2 separate regions of the Mus musculus genome follow, and region 2 is linked to region 1. Evidence: chromatin contacts called from public promoter capture Hi-C data. All regions are on one chromosome and are shown on one strand. Each heading gives the region's core, a stretch centred on a gene start, on an enhancer-like site or on the middle of the called end of the contact. The rest is flanking DNA. Distances are from core to core; before and after follow the strand shown.

What was found. Promoter capture Hi-C pulls out the DNA fragments that hold promoters and counts their contacts.
Region 2: a promoter capture Hi-C map of cranial neural crest shows a contact between it and region 1. The contact joins the enhancer-like site here to the promoter of Chst8 in region 1. A contact is called at or near these places in 9 of 39 promoter capture datasets (the C10 cell line, cranial neural crest, embryonic stem cells and 4 more), 11 of 115 datasets of contacts at active chromatin or transcription factors (embryonic basal ganglia, embryonic forebrain, embryonic stem cells and 4 more) and 2 of 9 other capture datasets (embryonic stem cells and pancreatic islet).

What each region holds. Positions count from the first base shown.
Region 1 is chr7:34,811,138-34,814,010 of GRCm38.p6, reverse strand. It overlaps Chst8 (carbohydrate sulfotransferase 8), which reads left to right and starts at 1,300. Exons shown (of 4, transcript NM_175140.4): 1 at 1,300-1,665. Gm38987 (a long non-coding RNA gene) reads right to left here and starts at 1,303. Exons shown (of 3, transcript XR_881950.3): 1 at 835-1,303.
Region 2 is chr7:35,148,117-35,151,165 of GRCm38.p6, reverse strand. No RefSeq gene overlaps it. Among named protein-coding and RNA genes, the nearest start is that of Gm35665, 8.1 kb to the right of the region's middle. Within about 2 kb of position 1,370, at least 12 of the 459 cell types and tissues checked have an H3K27ac peak or open chromatin away from gene starts, as enhancers often do.

The DNA.
Region 1 (2,873 bases), core at 51-2,550:
AACAAAACAAAAACAATGGAAGGGAAGGCTACCATATGCTTGACTGCCAACTCACTTGCCCTGAAGAGGATCCTTGGATACTCTGAGTTCACAGCAGTCATTAAAGAAGCCCAACTACCACTCAGGCCTTTCAAGCTTGCTAGTGTTAGAGGCTCCCTTGCCCTCCACATCTCTAGTGTTAGTATCTCTGCTCCTTATCAGGGCTGCCACACCCTTATCTGGTCACTCAAAGGCCACAGATCCACCTCAGTCTTTAGCTTCATCACCCATCTGGGATGGAGCTGGGTCAACCAACCAACCAATCAACCAACCAACCAGTCCACTCAGGGAGGGGAGAGGCCACAGCCACCGCTCTGTTTTACTGGAAGCTTCTTTTCAGTTTTGTTTTGTTTTGTTTTGTTTAATTTTATTCTGTATGTCCCTTCAAGACCAGGCTTGTTTACTGGTTGGCACCGCTGAGAATGGTTGCTAGATGCGCACCCAGCCTTCCCTTCTAGTGTCTGATTGCCCCCTGCAGGTCGGGGCTTCTCTTCTCTGGAAAAATCAAGATTTGAATCCACAGCCCTGGAACCGAGTCCCGGTTCTACACTTGTACTGTGTGGCTGTGGGTAGGAGGTTTCCCCACTCATTTATTCTGGGTTTGGAGGGAGGGGAGAGGTTGCTTGCTTCAGCCCTCAAGCTGGTGCCAGACCGACGCTTAAGGATGAAGTTCTTAAGTGAGAATCCGGCTCACTGGGCACTTGTGGTTAACTGAGACCCAGAAATTTAGTGGTGAGTGCCAACAAGAGACAGGCCTTGTCCAAATTCCACGCGTACTGTAGTCTGGGAACCTACCTGAATTTTTCTGCGCACCAATTCCTTTGCAAGCCCCGCGGCCGCTCAGCTTTGGGTCCAAGACCCTGCTTGCTAGCGCCTTCTCTTTTTCCCTAGGTCAGCGCAGGGTTACTCAGTGTCGCCACTGGGGCAGTGGCAGCTAAGAAGCTGCGGAGTGGAGTCAAGCGGCAGACCAGAGTCCAGCACTCGGGGATCCCCGAGCTGGGCGCAGCCCGCGCCAATACCGCCCCACCCCCCCGCTGCCTCCCGACCGCGCCCAGCGGCAGCTCCCACAGAGCGCGCGGCCAGTGGGGCTGCTGAAGCCGCAGAGCGCGCGTGGGCGTGGCGCCCGTGAGCTCCCGAGAGGGCTGAGCGATCGGGGAAGAGATTTCCCCCATCTCTGCCCTGCCACCGGGATCGCCTCTTTCCACCGTGGGGCGGGGCCCGGACTGGGGGCGGGGCGCCGGGCGGGCGCGGCGCTATTTCCAGCCTTGCCGGAGGCTTCGCTCGCACTTCGCTGGGAGCCTTCCCGGCGCGTGAGCCGGATCCGGTGGCACCGCGGGGAAGAGACAGGACCGGGCGGTGGCGGCAGAGACAGGGGGACGCACCCGGTGCAGAAGATCCAATAGGAGCACGCCGCCGCAACCTCTCCCGCGCGCTCCGGTCGCCGACTCTACGCCGATCGCCCACTCCCCGCACCTTGGACTACACCGGGAAAAAGACGCAGCCTGGCCCGAACTGGGGCGGAGATCCTTCTTGCTTCCCAAGAGCTCCGGAGGGAAGATTCTCCCGCCGCCGAGAACCCCGCCGGACTGGAGGAACCCGTGGCCTGGAGAGCGCTGGCTGTGCCAGGTAAGTGGCTGCGCCCTGTTCCCTCTCTATGTTGATAGTTCACCCGAAGGGTTGTCCCTGGAAATCCCAGGATGATGCCGGGACTGTTCTGAGCGCAAACCCCGCCACTAGACGTGGTTCAGAGTCCTAAGCTGCAGGTGCTGTTGGGGCATGCGGTGCTTGGGTCTGGCGATACTTTGGGGACCAGCCCCCGTGAGTGGGAACTTTAATTAGACTTTGGATTCTTGGTTTTCTCCGCGCCTGGGAACTGCCTCTCTCTCCTAGGGCTCGCCTCCAGGACCCTTCGCTCCTCTTCTTAACCCTGGATGCTGGGTGCGTGTAAGCTGCTTTGGGCGCTGAGCGACGAGTGCTCGAGGGCCGGGCTGGAGCGTCCAGAGCGCCGAGGCTTTGGTGTGCGCTTGGAACTGGGACTTAGAGGCCAGTTGGGGTGCGTAGGGCGAAAGGGGAAGTTACAAGCGACCTTGGCTCCCTACCAGGAGACGCAAGGTGTCCCCGCGCTCCATCGCGCGCATCTCCACCCCTCAACTCTCTAGGGCCCCGGCCTGTTTTGTGCTCCCGGCGAGTGTGCGTGCGTCAGCGATCGCAAGGAGGTGTGTGTATGCGTGTGTCCCCGAGTGCGGGAGTCGGAGCCTCAGGCGGCTGAGGGTAGGGGATGGTGAAATGATCTGCTTTACAGCGGGACCGAGCTCAGCCCTAGCTAGCGGCTGTTGCAACTTCAGCTGCTGCGTGGGGCTGTTTTGCTCATACTATGGCCTGGCCAGGAGAATGTACGTTCTCTGGTTTGGGCAGGGTCAGAGGTGGCGCTTGGGCATCAAGTGACCTCTCTCTATTTCCCGCGCAGTACTCCAAACCCTAACTTTAGTTGTATATCTTGTCTCTGGGCCCTTCGGCCCTCACCTGGGGTTGTAACAGTCGGGGAACTGTGCCCTGGATTTCGGACATACCGGTTGGATCTTGGAACAGTCTGTCCTGCAGCCATTTCGGCATCACCGGAGATGCATCTCTAAGCCGCCTCCCAGCAGGACCCTAAGCGTGATTGGTTCTAAGGGGAACAGGCTTCTGGGCTCTCTGTATCTATGGATGTAGCCAGGCAGCAGGCCAAGTGGGAGACTCAGTTCGGGGCAAGGATGTAGCTCCAGATGGCAGGGGTGGGTAAAGGGGTAAAAGACAGGTTAACTCTTTCCCCACCTTCCCCCACACTCACAGGC
Region 2 (3,049 bases), core at 121-2,620, 340 kb before region 1:
GGCTGGGGTGTTCTGGCTGCATCTGCTGGGTGTGTGCCCCCTTCCCGTTCCCTATCCATATCCCCCTCCCAGGTTCCTGTTTCTGTTTTGGGGCCACAGGACTTCCTCTTCTCATCACGGATCAAAATGGCTTCCTGGTCTGAAGTGGAGGCATGGTGTGTGTGTGTGTGTGTGTGTGTGTGTGTGTGTGTGTGTGTATGCTGGGACAAGTGACCCAACCAAGGGACAGCTACAGAAGGAAGCAGGATCTGCACCTCTGTTGGGTCATCACTGAGAGCTGAGCCACGGTCCTTATTAATGAGGTCCCTGAAGCTCCTGCAATGGGGCCTTCAGTGAAAACACTTGCCTAATGTCATAGGGTGTCCTGCCCAAGTGACCTTAGATGGTCACCTCCTCTCTCACTTTTCCTCCCCATCCCCGGAGATGCAGACTACTCCTAAGCAGCACTTCACTGGCTAGTGTGTGTGTGTGTGTGTGTGTGTGTGTGTGTGTGTGTGCGCACACACACCTGTGAGCATTCTCCTAGAGGCAGTGGAAGGACTGACCTGACAAACTTGCAGTATATATGCATGATGTATGTGTGTGAAACTAGGTATAGCATGCATCTGTGTCGGACTGGGATGGGGCCACCATTTCCTCCCATTCCTAACTCTGAACCGAGCTTCTTCCCAAATGAAACTTAGCTGTGTCATGCTGGGTACCAGGCCTGGGGCAGCATAGGGATAAACTGATTTTTTTTGTACTGGAGACTTTATATGGGTAGCTACTTAGGGTGTAAGGGACTCAGAACTGGTTATGAACCAAACCAGAAAACACTGGGCATCTCTCAACCTGCCTCCTCATTGGAACCTTGATCCACTGGGGTCATTTCCCCTCCCCCAGGAAGGTACAGCGCAGAGGCCTGGGTGGCCCTTGACCATCACATGGCTTAGTGGTAGCTGTGGGTAAACACGGTAGGGCTATTGACTGGCCAAAGCCTTGTCCTCTTCCCTGTCATCCAGCTGGCCAGAAAAGCTATGGGAACAGATGCTTCCTCCTAGACGGCTGAGGCCCCTGTGGAGGTCAGGCCAGCCTGGGAAACTCCCTATCCCCTCCATGTCGCTAGGCAGCATTTACGGAGCCCTTGTCTGGTGCCTTCGTGAGAGATGATTACGGCCATCACAGATAAGCTTCTTGTGACTAAATGGTCAGGAGATTGTCATGGCAGGACCCAGACCCCTGGCCAGCACCACAGAAACACACTGCCCCTGGTTTCCTCCTTTCCTAGGAAAGGCTGGGGTCACCGGGTCCTCTGCCCTGGCACCTGGGCTGCGTTCCCTATTCACACGGAACAGGGAGGGGAAAGCAAACACTCCACAGATGTTTACATCATGGTCTCGGGGCCATAATTAAGTCTCTTCAAATCGTACCCTTATCAGCCGCGTATCTCAAGCAGCCTGGAAGGGGAAACATCTTGGAGCATCTAATGAAGGAAAGTTGGACAGGCTCGGAGACACTTTAAACCCTGAAGAATAGGCCTTTGTTGCCAGTTTTCCCCCACCTCACCTGTGGCAGCCTGCCTCCACTCTGGACTCCATCAACTGCCCGGGGCCAGGGGCAGGACCAGGCGGCCCGAGTTCTGGCAGCAGCCCCCATTAAGTTCCTCCCACCAGCAGCCAGTTCCTCCAACTCCAATAGCACTGCCAGCTGGGTGCAGAGGCCCAGGAAGGGGGACGTGAGGGTGTCTCTCCCCTGAATCCAATACTCTATGCCTTCTCCCACCAGATTCTGGCATCTGTGCTCCGCAGGTATTTCAGCCGACCTAGAACGAAACCTAGGTGAGAGGGCAGCCATGCTACTACCCCCATCAGACCTAGGTCTGCTTGCTCTCTCAGCCTCTGTTTTCTTGCTCATTAAAATGGCTATTTCCCACCACCAAGCACACTAATGGCCTGGTATTTCACCTAGCAAACTATTATGCATATTTCATTTCTATTTTTAAACATTTGTATGTGTGTGTACCTACTTACTATGTGTACTGCGTGTGTGCAGTGCCAGAAGAGAGGTCAGAAAAGAGCTTGACTCCCTTAGACCTGGAGTTACAGGTGGCTCTGAGTTGCCCTGTGAGGAGCGCTGGGAACCAAGTGCAGGCCCTCTGCAGGAGGATCACTGCCCTTCACTCCGGAGACATCTCTCTAGCCCCACTATGCCTATTTCAAAACTAAGCTTGTGTATCATTACTTTGGGGGAACTAGTGAAAGTCCCAGGTCAGGTTCCCTGACCCTAGTCAGTGTCCTTCTAATTAAATGTTCCCCATGTCCTTGGATGTGTAACTCTTAAAATCAAGCCTTGGGTATGAGGCCAACTTCTGCCTGGCATGGACTAAGTGCTTCTTATGTACTGGTGTGAAGGAAGGGTAGAACACTGCCTGCCACTCAGCAACACCCCACCTATACACTCCTTGTCATACTCTCAAAGGACATGCTGTTTGTCTCCACCAAGGACACTAAGCTGGGCCTGGCTGCTCAGGATCAGGCCAAAGATCACCAACAACTAGTCCAACCCCTGGCTGGACTACAGAGCCTGGGCAACTTAGGGAGTGCCTGTCTCAAAATAAGAAATACAAAGAGGACTGGGGATGTCGTTAAGAAATGCCAGGCTCCCTGGCACCCATCAACCAGCAGTATCGTGCAATGTAGACAGTGAGGTGTGAGCTTCTACCGTTTTCATGTATCGGTAAAAATATCCTTCTGATTTTTTTTCTTTAAAAACGATTCTATTTTATTTCGTGCGTGTGATTGTTCTACTCCATGCGTGTCTGCATCGCATGCATGTATGGCACGGCCAGAAGCATGAGGAGGGCACCAGATGCCCTGGACCTGGACTTACTGATGCTTGTGAGCTGCCATGTGGACGCTGGAGAGCAAACCTGGATCATCCTAACCAGGGATCTTAACCACTAAGCCATCTAGTCAGCCCCTTGATTATTGTTTTCCAAGTAAAGTGGCAGAGTTTGACTGAAGCTTTGACTAGATGATCCCTGGTCCAGGATGAGAACCAAGTAAAATTT